Linked DNA regions of Mus musculus: regions 2 and 3 are each linked to region 1. The links are chromatin contacts, called in public HiCAR-type and HiChIP or PLAC-seq maps. All regions are on one chromosome and are shown on one strand. The core of a region is the stretch at or near the end of the contact, and the rest is flanking DNA. Distances in the headings are between cores, read along the strand shown. Region 1 has its middle 7.3 kb from the start of Gm34576. Region 2 has its middle 22 kb from the start of Gm35039. Region 3 has its middle 46 kb from the start of Gm35039.

Region 1 (4,616 bases), core at 1,392-3,891:
AGCAGCCTGGATTGTGAGACAGTTAACAGGGACACAGAGCCAGAGAGAAAGAAAAATCAGCACCATTTATTTATTCATTGTGAGAAATAAGATCATTATATTCAGGTATTCACCTGGACTTCATATATTTTTAAAAATGCTTCTTTAATATTTATATAGCCTTTCTTTCAAGGAACTGGGAATACATTTAAATAATAAGTTGCCATGGCACCTTGGTAAACAGATTGTTGGGTTTAGAAGTGAAAAAATTTGGATGAGAAAAATAAAGGTACCCAAAATGGGCTTGTAAGGAAACATACCAGCTTTAACCTCATCTCTGCTTTCTTTTACCTCAAGCATAGAGGTTGACAGTCTATTGGGCAAGGCCATTATGGACTCTAGGGCCAGAGGCCTCTAGTGCACATATGTACCCTGCCACCACCACTGAACCTTGGGCAAGTTTCAATGCCCCCTCCATGCTTCAGCTGTGCCATTTTAGAATGGGCTAATAATAGTTAAATTAGCTGGAAGATGCAGAGTGACCTGAGCAACACTGTCATATAACAAGCAATTAAGAAATGCCAGCTGCTAGCATTGTCTTGGGCACTATAAATGATCACTTTCCTCATGCTCATAAAATTAGATCACGTTTAGGCATTACTAATTATTAAGGCTTCAGCTTAAAACTCCAGCATGAAACATTCCTTATGTTCCTGAGGGACAATGCATTTCCAGAGGAGAGTCAGAGTTGGTGATGCCACTTTTTTTTTTTTAATGGTTACAAGGAAGAGACTAGAGAAACGAAAGTAAGTTTTACCTAAAGCATTTCAACATATTAGAACACTTAAAATATGGATATTGTGTTAGAGGCACCAGTTTGCATCCTTGGCTTTGTAGCGTATACCATTTAGAAGCAGAGGATAGAAGACATTACAGAAGAAGCTGAAGTCCCTTCTGCAATGTTGCTAAGGGAAGTTAAGAGTCCATGGCTGGTAATTAAAATTAATTCGACGTATTGTGCATAAATTGGATCCTAATGAGAGGAGCAGTTGCAGTAAAATAATTAAAGAATGAAAATATTTTCTCAGAACAACAACAACAAACTAAAAAAAAAAAAAAAAGAAAGAAAGAAAGAAAGAAACCCCTCAAAGCCAAAGCCAGGGAGGCTGTCCATTCTCGGCTCATGTGTTTCTCTTCAGCTGCAGCTGGATAAAAAGGAAGCAGTGTGGAGGGCAGAGAGATGGAAAATCAAAACAAAACCTTTCATGTGGTTGGCTCAATCTGGGCAGGGCAAACAGGACACCTGTGAGTAACAGAGAAGGAAATCTTTGCAGACAGTGAAAGATAAGTCACCCGGCCGGGCACGGCAGCAAAACCAGCCTGGAAGTAAATGACAAGTGCCAGGGACCGGTGGCGACTTAAAGTCAGAGTACCTGCGGTGAATCAGAATCATAAGAATTAGATTCGGGAGAGACAAACTGTTTCTCAGTCACTTATGTCTTTAAGAGGATTCTTTTTTAAGAATGTGTTCAAGTTTACAATGTATTCAATTTCCCAAAGCGTAGGAGGTTTAGGGAGACTTCTGGTGAAGTTCAAAGACTAAGGAACTTAACTTCCCAGTGAGAGTTTATTTTAAATGTATCCATATTGGGTTTTTAAACTGTTTTTGAATTCTAACTTTAAAAATGAATGTTTAAAACAATTCTAGTTTCTAGCTGAGTAGCAGTGGCCCCTTTGCATCCAACAGAGCCCAGGATGGGTGTGCCCACCCAACCCTGATATCACAAGCTCTGGGGATTCCCTGTGGGCTCCCACTCGCCTTGGTACCTCTTCTTGGTGTGGGTAGTTTGGGGGGTGGGGTGGGTGATAGAACATTTTTTTAAAAATCTGTTTTTGTAAGTTTCAAGACAGAGAATGGAATCAGGTGGGAATATTGTAGAGTCTTCTAGCCAGTTCTGAAGCACTGATCTCTAACTCCGCCCACCGCTAAGCTGGTGCCAGTCACTTCCCACATTGCTGTGGAATTATAAGTATGCAGATTAATTCCCTCCCCTATGAACTTCTCCAGGGCAGGGGCCAAGCCTAGTCATTACTGCGTTTCCAGTTCATCACAATGAGTAACACAAAGTTGGTGTCTAATAAATATTTATTGCATAAATAAAAGCTCAGAGGGCTGGGCTGTTCCTCACCTCTAAAATGAGAAATACTCTGTTATTTTATAAGACATAACTTGATTCTCCAGATAACATCTCTCTTTGCCATGTGCCTTATTCATTCTTTCGACCCTTTGGCTCAGGGGATCTTCGGCTCTAACCACTAGCAACCTGGACAGAAGACTGGCCTAGCAAACTGGACCACCACGGGTGCCTCTCTAAGCACTTGAAATGAGTCTCCCAGGGACTGAGCCAAGAGTCTACCAACTAAAGACCAGCTGCAGAGTTTGGGAAGTGGAGTGGACACAGCGGATTTGTCGCTTGCACATCTGAGGCATGTGAAGTCTTTAAATGAGGGTACACCCAGCTCCCACAAACCCAACGAGCCAAGCTGGGTGAGCCAGCTGCTTTCACTTTGCTGAGAGGAAACTGCTTCTCAGTGTTCCAGTGTAGTTACTTGGCCAGATTTTCCCCGGGATGGTAATGAGGACAGTGAATGTTGGCTGTTCACAAACCCTACTTATAAATGAGCGATTCTAAACTCTAGCCCCCAGGGCCAGACAGGCTGAGTGAAGCCTGCTGGGGAAGTCGGCAGGGATGGCTGTCCTCAGGGGCTAGAAACTGCAGCTCAAGCAGGAATCTGTGCCCAGTGTTGCCAGGCCTGATTTTTCAAGGGATGCCAGATACGCAGATTATATGGGCATTTCCCCGATTAAGCAAAACAAAACAGATCCAACTGAGCAGGCAGATGGAACCCTAAACTGCTAGGTATTTTTGAAATCTGCAGTTCAACCAGGTGAAGGAGCCTGTTACCCTGTGACTGGCAACAGAAGATTCCTAATCTTCTTTATTTATTTTGTTGGTTTTGTTTTTTGTTTGTTTGTTTTGGCTTTATGATTAACTAGAAACTTTGAAATTTTTACAAAAACAAGGACCATATAAAGGTGAAGTAGTTAGCGCACATGTGGAAGTGAACTAGTAGTATTTGCATTTTAATTGCATTTTAATTCCCTTATAGGCAGCTTGAATCTGTTATAAATGCTAACATCTGTATACATATGACTATGAGTTTATGTACAGAAACACGCATGAATGTTTATTTTTAAGTCACTGATCATTGGTATCTACTTTAAGAATATATTGTTGTGCCAGATTGGGTTTGAGTTTTGTATTTTTTTTTATTCATCAGAACCATGGGATAGAAATTCATCCTTTGCCCGGAGTTGCTTTGTTTTGAATGTGGGGAAATGAGAATACATTTCAGGCTTTGATCCCTGGACCAGATTATTTTCTGTCTCACAATGAGGTCACAGACAGGACATGGGAACAGAGCACATGCTGAGAACCTGCACTGGCCCACGCAAAGGCCATCTTTCAGGGCCTCTGGCGTGACTGCTTTGCTTTTATTAAAAAAAATAATAATAAAGTAATAATGGGAATGAAAGGCCAGATCATCCCACTTCGGCTCTGTCTTAGTGTATGGAGAGGCTGGAGGATTGTGATGAAAAGCCGAACTATTAGTCATTTTGATTTTATTAAAATGGAATTCTTTTTCTCAAAATTTCTGTGACTAGCAATAAATTTAATGTCTACCTGGAAGAGGGACTGGAAAATGGCTCAGTGGGCTCTGAGCACTTGCTACCCTTGGAGAGGACCAAGAGTTTGATTCCCAGCATCCAAGTTGGTGGCTTACAACTGCCTGTAACTCCAGCTCGAAGGGATCTGACACCCTCTTGTAGCCTCCAGGGACATAGACAGACAGACATGCAGACACACAGACATACATACAGAAAGAGAGAGAGAGAGAGAGAGAGAGAGACAGTCAGAAAGACAGAGATAATAAATAACCACTGGAAAAGTACCCTTCTAGAACTCAGAAGAGAACTCAAAAGCTAGTATCTAGTATTACTATCACCTTATACTACTAAGTTAATAGTATACTATTACTTTAAACTACATTTATGATTTAAACGCTGATACTACAACTGTGGCTTGGGCTCAGCAGTGTCAGCATTCCATACATGCTTCTTTGAAATACAGGGTCTCAAAGCCGCCCTAGATGTGCTGCATACTGAATTACAGTATCCCTGGTTCTTCACCCCACCTTGTCACTGTGGAGACAACACTGCTTTATAAGTCTATAACATATACTTTCTGCTTACTGCTTTTTATATTTTACAACATCTTTAAATAGTAAGACAAAACTTGAATGATTTTGTACTATGAATATAATATTTCCCCATATCTATGTTCCATCTGCATCCTTATTTACTTGATACATATTTTGAATCATCATTTTTTTTGTTGTTTTTTTGTTTGTTTGGTTGGTTGGTTGGTTTTTTTGGTTTTTTTGAGACAGGGTTTCTCTGTATAGCCCTGGCTGCCCTGGAACTCACTCTGTAGACCAGGCTGGCCTCGAACTCAGAAATCTGCCTGCCTCTGCCTCCCGAGTGCTGGGATTAAAGGCGTGAGCCACCACCGCCC
Region 2 (4,616 bases), core at 885-3,384, 460 kb before region 1:
GACTCCAGCACTCCGAGGAACCGTAGAAATGTCCATCATCTAAACACCTGAAAAACCCAAGGCTCCATACTGCTAACATAGTTCCTAACCCTGGTTGCACACCAGAATTAGTTATAGAGATTGTGTCTTGCTTACTTTTGGTTTTGAGGCACAGTCTCATGTAGCCCAGGTTTGCCTCAAACTCCATTACATAGCCAAGGATGACTCTGAACTCTGGATCCTTCTGCTGTCATCTCCCAAGTGTTGATATTTACAATTGTACACTACCACAACCAGCCATTTACAAAGATCGGTAAGAATCTAGACTCAAGGCCTGTACCTTCAGATGTAAGGAGTCTGAGGCGCAACCCAGTTTCACTCTTACACGAGAGCTCTCAGGTGCTACTAATATGAGTGAGCACTGAGAAGCATGGATGTAGTAGAAAAAAGTGGGGCTTTAGAGCCTTTGCTATCTCACTGCTGCCATTTGTAAGCTATGGGATATCAAGTTTGTCAATGATCTCTCTGCTCCCTAGACCTCACTTCTTAAGCACAAAGAATTGCACAAGGGTTAACTATCGAGACATATATCTGTCAAGGTTCCTGGCACCAAAAGTTTGGTGTTCAAAACATACCATATTGATTAGTACCATGTACCTAAGGTTTCACAGTTATCTGAAGGGGAAACAAGAAACTCACCAGAACCATTCTGTGTACCTAGTAGGCACTGTATAGTGCTTACTGCATATCTCTCACGTTTCCATGGATCAATCTTGGCCTTAACCCAGACCCTGCATTTGAATCTACATTTGCTAGCTGGGCATGTGGACTTTCAGGAACATGTCACATTCAAGTTCTAGTGAGTGGTGAGAGAGTTCCGAGTTAGTGTTGCATGGACTAGACCAAAAAGCCTCATGGCTTTTATCCTAAGTACTGATTTACCTCCCAGGTTTAGGTCTCAGCTAAAAAGAACCTGTTTTTATTCTGATTAAACAACTATGATCGAACTCATGTTTTAAAAATAGAGACTTTGACAAGAGCATAATTTTCAGGAAGTGTTTTTAGAATTTTAAAAATTGTAGTAAGCTTGGGGATACAGCATTTAAAGCTTTTATTCCCCCCTTTCCTTTCCCTCCCCTCCCCTCCCCTCCCCTCTACTTTTCTCTTCTCTTCTCTTCTCTTCTCTTCTCTTCTCTTCTCTTCTCTTTTCTTTTTTTCTTTTTTTGCTACAAGGTTTCTCGACATAACCGGACTGTCTTGCAATTTACTGTGGATTGGTTCTGTGCACCACATGCCTGATTCCTGGTTTTTTGTTTGTTTCTGGTTTTACTTTTTTTAATTTGTTTTAATTGACTGTACTGTAAAGTCCCCTCCACAATATCCTAGTACTGTTTCACTCTCTACTGACTTTCACTTAAATATCTTTAGCACTATATTTTATGTGTATTTTGACAGAAGATGAGTGAAAACCAGATATCCTTTTAGAAATTGTGGGCCTGAGGTCTGGCTCTGTTGTGCAGTGTGTGTGAACCTTGGGTCTCCACTATTTTGTCTGGTAGTTTCTTCATGATTAGGACATGAGTTCTGCATGGAATTGGTTGAAACAGGTCTAGGCAACATGATGCTGACCATGAATTTTTTAGGAATTTATTAAGCGCCTGCCATTTGTTCAGCTTTCAGTAGGAAGTCTAGTGGGAGTTAGAGGGCTTGGGGTCTTTAGGAGGAAGGCTGGAGTTTTCCTAGAAGAGATAACGCCCACATCGAGGAACAACTAGGGACCAATTTCCACTCAAGAGCTTCGATAAGTCCATCCAGAGTGACTCAGGCAAAAAACAAATGGGAACGCTCAAGAGACAACAATCACCGAGAAATGGGAGGGAGTTGAAATCCGATTTCCTGCGCCTTAGTGTTCTATTTCTCTTTAGTCTTGGACACAACGTCTTGGATAGTAACAACCTGAAACAAAACTGCTTGAAGCTAGCTGGAGCCAGGCATTTTCCTAGCAGCACATTCCAGCCCTGGAACTGTCTGAATTCTAAATCTCCATTATCCCGTTCAGTTTCCAGCAGCCTTTTGCAAGCCCTGTGCCTTAGACTCTGTGTGCCTCAGACAGCCTGGACAAGGCCCAGATTGTGTGAAGAGTTCTCAGTGGGCACAGGGTACAAATGGTGGGAGGGGAACTGCTGGGGGGGAATGTTCCTGCCGAGCCATCCTCTGTAGATGGCCTCTAGGAGGTCAAATCCCGAGTCAGAACTAGCCTGAGTGTTGTTCATGCTTGGTGCTGGGGTGAGGGCGTTTGGGTGTGTGTGTGTGTGTGTGTGTGTGTGTGTGTGTGTGTGTGTGTGTGTTAGGGGGAAGCAGCTGATAATGCCAGTGGGCATTTTTGTCTGAGCCTCACCCCACAAGAACTTTAACTTCCTGTTTGTTACATTCTCTTCCAGCAGAAAGAAAGAAACTGCAGTAGACTATCTATCCCAATCTCAAATGTGAAATGAACAAACAATCAAATGCTGTCTGGATCATGAAGCTAGAAACAGAGGTTTGAGAGGCCCCAGTGAGAGTTTAATAAGTGCTGCCTGGAAGAGTGTTGATTTGGAAACTCTTGGCAGCATTGATGACTTCCTTAACAACGGAAGGAAAATGGACCAGGGTTTTTTTTTTTTTTTTTTTTTTCCAGAGTTTAGCAGCACAGCCAGGAGAAAGAGAATGTCTCCCTCATCCGCGCTGCTAATTTCCTGTTGGAGAAGGTCTCCCTCACCCCTGCCAACTGACTGTGTGTTCTTGGGCACAGCCTTTATCTCTGGGTCTCAGTCTTCCCATCTGTAGAATGAAGAAGTGTCAGCCCAGGAAAGTTGGAAGGTTCTTTCCTGCCTGATATCCTGAATCTGTGCAAGTCATTTTCAGCTCTGCTAAATTATGCATTGCTCCACTGAGAGGGAGGGAGAGGGAGAGGGGGAGGGGGAGGGGGAGGGGGAGGGGGAGGGGGAGGGGGAGGAGGGGAAGAGGGAGGGAGAGGGGGAGAGAGAGAGAGAGAGGGAGAGAGAGAGAGAGAGGGAGAGAGTGAGAGAGAAGGAGAGAGCGAGCTAACTTTGTGCAAGAGATGAATAACATGCACAGCTAGACTTTCTGATTAAGTGGGGCTCAGCACCTCGATGCACTGTGCTTAGCTGGGATGATGAGTCTCTGCCTGAGGGAAGACAGAGCTATTTTGAGGCAGGGCTGATTAGAGATAAGGTGTTGCATTTCTTTGCCAAATTCTGGCCATGACTCACCCAAAGCTCTTAGGCTTAAAGCTTAACCCTTGATGAATGGATGTAAGCTAACCTGCTCCTCACACTCCAGCTCTGTCTGTCCGTTAAGAGCACCTTTGACCTCTCCTTGTTTAGAGAGCACCTCCGAGGCGAAGCTCGTGTTTGTAATCTCTCTCCCTGACATCTTCTCTCCTTTGCTCTTTTCTGTTACTCGGTCTTCTGAGTTATATAAAAGGGATCAACTTCAAAATCCTCTTAAATAAATCCAGCCACCCTGTTAGGTAAGGGGATGGAAGTGTCACAAGATGCTTGGAAGGGGAAAATACTTCTGCATCTAAAAAGCCTGGAACATGAGCAAGCTATGCAACTGACCAAGAAAGAGACCACTAGGTTTATGTTACTTTGAAAGCCAACAAAATTAAATCAAGGGGCAGCTACGACGTTATAGAATGCTTCAGTGGGCTGTTCCCACTCTTTACAATCTTACTATGTTATCTTTAACCTGTTTGTTTATGTTTTGGCTTGACACCGAGGAAAACCCCTGTGGCAGTTTGACAGGACAGGGTTAGGACTGGGGCTTACACGGCTCCTGATTTTATACAGTTGCTTTGGTCCTAACAAGCAACATGCAGAAGGAATTTTTAAAATTGACTCAGATTTCAGAAACCCTTCAGGGAGTTCATTCCTTTAAAAACAGCCTGTACCTCAGCCCTTTCTAAGGAGAACAATCATAGCTCTGTTTGCTTTGGAAAAGGCTTTTTTAAAAAACCAAAAAAAAAAAAAAAATAAAAAAATAAATAAATAAAAAACCTTATTTTTGAGGGACATAACTCAATGTGGCAAATGATATTGTTTTATTAATTAATTAATTTGCCTCCTGACTTCTGTCTCCCCTCCCTCCTCTCCTCTGAGTTTCTCACCCACCACTACCCCTCCTAACCATCCATTCCTTCTGCCTTTCTCTTCTGAGAAGTGGAGGCCTCCCATGGATATCAACCAACCCCGGTATGTCAGGTTGGAGAAAGACTAGGTGCATCTTCTCCTATTGAGGCTAGATGAGGCAGCCCAGTAGGGGAAAAGGGTCCCAAAGGCAAGCAACAGAGTCAGCTCCTACTGTTAGGAAGACCAAGCTACACAACTATAACCTATGTACGGAGGGCCTAGGCCAGTCCCATGCAAGCTCCTTGGTTGGCTGTTCAGTCCTATGAACCCTGGTGGACCCAGGTTAGTGATTTTGTAGGCTTTCTTGTGATGTCCTTGACCGCTTTGGCTCCTACAATCTTTCTTCCCCCTCTTCTGCAGGATTCCACAAGTTCTACCGAATGTTTGACTGTGGGTCTCTGCATCTGTTTCCATCAGTTGCTAGGTGAAGCCTCTCTGATGATG
Region 3 (4,616 bases), core at 894-3,393, 440 kb before region 1:
TGGAGTCACCATTGCCTGTGGTGCTCTGGGGCATCTCAGAGCCAGTTTTGCTTCTGGAATCCCGTGAATTCTGATGTACTTAAATGACTTAAAATTCTGAACTTGTGTGAATTGGAACTCACCCAATCTGTAATGTTAAAGTAGTAAAAAGAAATATTTGTCAAGAATTTTGCTGTCGACTAAGATTGTGTGTACCTTATATCTGCTTGGGTTCTGCGGGCTACACACTGTGTTCTGTATGCCCGGGAGTCAGTTCAAATCCTTGGTTCACTGATTATTAGCTGGGTGACTTTAGTCAGGTTACTTTGTCTCCTGGAATGTTCATTTCCTTGACTTTTCGAAATAGTGTCCTCCAAATTACATAAATAAAACGAGAGCCCATGACTACGAAAGCACAGTACAGGGGTAGAAATGTCTTGGTGCTTTCTGCAATTCCAGATGACCTGAGTTTTGTTCCCAGCACCCATGTCAGGGAGCTAACAACCACATGCAACTTCTGCTTCAGACTATCAGACAATCTCTTCTGGCTTTTATAAGCAGACAGACAGACAGACAGACAGACAGACAGATAGACATGTTATATAAAAATAAATCTTCTGGAGAAAAAAGAAAGATCCAGGATAGAGCAAGGCCAATGTATACTTGTGCCTTTTCCTGTCTCTGTGGGACTCTCTCTCTCTCTCTCTCTCTCTCTCTCTCTCTCTCTCTCTCTCTCTCTCTTTCTTTTTTTTCCGGGGACAGGGATTATCTGTGTAGCCCTGGCTGTCCTGGAACTCACTCTGTAGACCAGGCTGGCCTCGAACTCAGAAATCCACCTGCCTCTGCCTCCCAAGTGCTGGGATTAAAGGCGTGCGCCACCACCACCCAGCAGGATCTTTCTCATAGTTTGGAATGAGCACTAGTTCTGGCTACCCAGTGTTAACATCAATACATTTGCATATGTTGGTTTGCATACCTTTAGAACATAGTAAATAATTATCCAAGAAATAGATGATCAGGACACATACCCTGAGACCAGTGGTGGTGAAAATCTCAAGGAGAGATTTGGATGTGTCTTAGTTAGGGTTACTATTGCTATGATGAGACACCATTATCAAAATCAACTTAGGAGGAAAGTGTTTGTTTCACTATGGTTTGGTATAACAATTCATCATCAAAAGCAGTGAGGACAGGAACTCCAACAAGGGAGAAACCTGGAGGTAGGAGCTGACGCAGGGGTCATGGAGAGGTGCTGTTTACTAACTTGCTCCTCATGGCTTACTCAGCCTGCTTTCTTATAGAAATCAGGACCACCAGCCCTTGGGATGGCCCCACCCACAATGGTCTAGACACACACCACCCATCACTACTTAAGAAAATGCCTTATAGGCTTGCCTACAGCCTATTTTTTTCTTAGTTGAGGTTTTCCTCTTCTCTGATGACTCTAGCTTGTGTCAAGTAGACATACATTAGCCAGCTCAGATGGTCTTCATAATGTTATAAAATCAAAGACTCTAACTTCCAGAGACCTGTGGGTAGTTTCCTTCTGGAAGATCCGTTGCGATTTTCTGTATTATAAAAAGTTGTTTCTAACTACAGGGTAGACCAGCTGGTAACACACTGGCAGCTATCCACTCATTTTGCTGCAAGGCTCCTTTCTAATGCCCTTCCTCAGAAGCATCCTGCTTCCTCAGATCTGGCTCAAGCTTCTGCCGACTTCTGGGTGTCCAGCACAGAGATCTGGCTGTGTTTCTCTTCAACTTTCAGTGCTTGCTGTTTTCCTTCCTGTTTTTCTACCTGTTTAGGTCTTTTGGTCTACAACATGATGCTGGAACAAGACAGGACTTGAGTCCAGTCACATCCTTCACCCCTCTACCCCACCCTCTGTTTTACCTTTTTGTTTTCTGAGATAGCATTTCTCTGTGTAGCTCTGGGTGTCCCGGAACTCACTCTGTAGACCAGGCTGGCCTTGAACTCAGAGAGATCTGACTGCCTTTGCATTTGCCTTCCGAGTGCTGAGTTCAAAGGTGTGAGTCACTATCACTGGCTGTATTTCATATCTTTCAAATGAATCTGTGTTAGTTGCTTTTCCAGTGTGGTGAAGAGACACTGGGACCAAGGAGAGTTACAGAAGAAAGCATTAATGGGAACTTACAGTTTCAGAGGGTGAGTCCATGCTCATCATGGTTGAGCGCATGACAGCAGGGAGGCACAGGGCTAGAGCAGTGTGACACCACCATCCTGACAAAGCAGAATGGGAATGGATATTTATCAATTACACATCTGATATAAGGTTAGTATCTAAAATATTTAAAGAAGAAAAAGGAGAAGGAGGAAGGAGGAGGGGGAGGAGGAAGGAGGAACGGGAGGAGGAAGGAGGAGGAAGAAGAGGAAGAAGGAGGAGAGAGAAGAAGGAGGGGGGAGGGGAGGGGTGGGGAGGGGAGGGGAAGGAGAAGAACCACTACCACCACCCTAGATATCAAGAAAACAAATAACCCAACTTAAAAATGGGGTACAGACTAAGCAAAGGCTTCTCAAAAGATAAAACACAAATGGATGAGAAACAAAGAAATGCCCAACACCCTTAGTCATCAGGGAAATGCAAATCAAAACTACTTCAAGATTTTTATCTTGGCCAGATTGGCCAAGATTAATAAAACAAATGACAGCTCATACTGGCAAGGGTGTGGGGTAAGACGAACACTCACTTGTTGCTGATGGAAGTGTAAACTTATGTGGCTGGGAATAAATATACTTCAAGATCCAACTATAGTACTCTGGGGCATATACCCAAAGAACTCTCCACTCTACTACAGACACTTGTTCATTCACGCTCATTACTGCTCTAGTCATAATAGCATGGAATTAGAAACAGCCTAGATCTGTATCAGTGGGTGAATGTGCAATTAAAAGGTGGTACCTTTATATAATGGAATGTTATTCAGCTGTTAAAAAAATACCAAATTATGTAATTTGTAAGTAAATGGATGGAGCTAGACAAAGATCATCCTGAGTGAGGTAACCCAGACCTCCAAAGACAAATATGATATGTTTAAGAGAATATCTTATGTATGGATGTTAGCATTTAAGCCTTCACTAGATATGCTACTATCAGTACAACCACAGAGATCATAGAGTATATTGTAGGTATATAGTAAACTAGGATGGGGTAGGATCTCCCAAGGAAGAGGAGATGGCATATACAGTTCAAGAGAGGTGGGGGATGGAGACTGAAAGACAATGCATATCTCATTGAACATGGTGAATCAGGTTGGTATCTAACTAGAGCCTTCGCCTGTACTGAATAGTATTCATGGTACTGGAAGGTACTGTGCATGATACCTGAAGAGAGTAAATGCCAATCCAGCTACAAACCCTGCAGTCTACAATGGTGATCTGTCTGCATAATACACTAGGGCACAAAAGTTGTGGGAGTCCCCAACCAGTCTATGATTGGACTTAAGGCCTAGTCCATGAGATGAGACCCATGCCTGACACTGTCAGAGTGGCCAAGAACCTGAGCCTTGATAGGCAATGGACCTAAGGGGAAACCAATTGTTCTGGTAAAGGAACACAGCAATAAAATGATTTCTAATGACTTCTGTTGTACTCATAGATCAGCATCTCACTTAGCCATCATCAGAGAAACTTCCAGGAGATGGGAACCAATACAGAGACCCTTAATTGGACAATGTGCAGAGACATTGGAAGACTTGGTCCTAAATGAGATGTCTTCATCACCCCACCCCCACCCCAGGACTCAGGAAGACTCTAAGAGCTGGAGGGGTGGATGATATCAAGTAAACTGTGTTTTCCAGACACAACAGGACTGACACATAAATGAACTCATCGGGACTGTGGCAGAATGCTTACAGCCTACACAAATCCAAACCAGATGAGATCCCTGCACTAAGATGGGGAGATGGATATGAACTCCCATCCCTGACCAAGAAGTTGTTTCCAATTGACAATTGCTTGCAAAGGAAAAATTAGTGTCTCCAAGGGAGTCTCTGGATATACAAACCACACTTAAGGGCAGGCCCCATGGCCAGGACAAGATGGTCAACACGAAGCAAAGTCAAAGGTACACATTGCTTTGTTTGGGCTTTTGTGTTTTTATGGATTTTGTGTGTGTCTGCATGCGTGTGTGCTTCTCATCCTCTTTCTTTCTTTTTCCTTTTTGTTTGTTCACTTGGTTTTATTCTTTTTTAAAATTTGCTTGTTTTACTAGTGAGAGAGAAAGAAAGCATAGAGTTGGATGGGTGAGGAGGTAGGGAGGGTGAGGGAGGAGATGAGGAAGGAAAAATTATGATCAGAATATATTGGGTTTTTTTTCCAGTTTAAAAAAAAAGACGGGGGGGGGGACCATCAACAAATTCCCATTTGTTTCCCCATTTATCACGCAGAACTTAAAGATTCCAGTAAAGATTCCAGTAAGATGGCTTCTATCCTGAAATTTTAGGGAGACTCTGGGGTAGAAAACCATCAACAAAGAAAATGTCTAGGTGTCTACCATTTTGCCCTGGCAAAACCAACCAAACAAACAAAAAAACCAAAAAAACAAAAGCCAAAAGAACCCCACTCTGTGTACTACCTGGTGGGAAAGATACCTTCGTCTTAGTTGTCTGGGAGGGCCT

What was found. HiCAR-type assays count read pairs that join an accessible place to other places. HiChIP or PLAC-seq counts read pairs in DNA pulled down with a chosen protein or histone mark.
Region 2: a contact with region 1 is called in a HiCAR-type map of astrocytes, with 9 times the contacts expected there. The contact joins two enhancer-like sites. A contact is called at or near these places in 1 of 484 Hi-C or Micro-C datasets (bone marrow-derived macrophages) and 2 of 115 datasets of contacts at active chromatin or transcription factors (astrocytes and pancreatic cancer cells).
Region 3: a contact with region 1 is called in an H3K4me3 HiChIP or PLAC-seq map of bone marrow-derived macrophages, with 6 times the contacts expected there. The contact joins two enhancer-like sites. A contact is called at or near these places in 1 of 15 datasets of contacts at CTCF or cohesin (the NIH/3T3 cell line), 1 of 484 Hi-C or Micro-C datasets (embryonic stem cells), 6 of 115 datasets of contacts at active chromatin or transcription factors (bone marrow-derived macrophages, a colorectal cancer cell line, embryonic basal ganglia and 3 more) and 1 of 9 other capture datasets (embryonic stem cells).

What each region holds. Positions count from the first base shown.
Region 1 is chr3:65,439,841-65,444,456 of GRCm38.p6, reverse strand. No RefSeq gene overlaps it. Among named protein-coding and RNA genes, the nearest start is that of Gm34576, 7.3 kb to the left of the region's middle. Within about 2 kb of position 2,641, at least 174 of the 459 cell types and tissues checked have an H3K27ac peak or open chromatin away from gene starts, as enhancers often do. A contact at or near this core is called in astrocytes, bone marrow-derived macrophages and pancreatic cancer cells, where this site is marked.
Region 2 is chr3:65,903,494-65,908,109 of GRCm38.p6, reverse strand. No RefSeq gene overlaps it. Among named protein-coding and RNA genes, the nearest start is that of Gm35039, 22 kb to the left of the region's middle. Within about 2 kb of position 2,134, at least 112 of the 459 cell types and tissues checked have an H3K27ac peak or open chromatin away from gene starts, as enhancers often do. A contact at or near this core is called in astrocytes, bone marrow-derived macrophages and pancreatic cancer cells, where this site is marked.
Region 3 is chr3:65,879,843-65,884,458 of GRCm38.p6, reverse strand. No RefSeq gene overlaps it. Among named protein-coding and RNA genes, the nearest start is that of Gm35039, 46 kb to the left of the region's middle. Within about 2 kb of position 2,143, at least 4 of the 459 cell types and tissues checked have an H3K27ac peak or open chromatin away from gene starts, as enhancers often do. A contact at or near this core is called in bone marrow-derived macrophages, where this site is marked.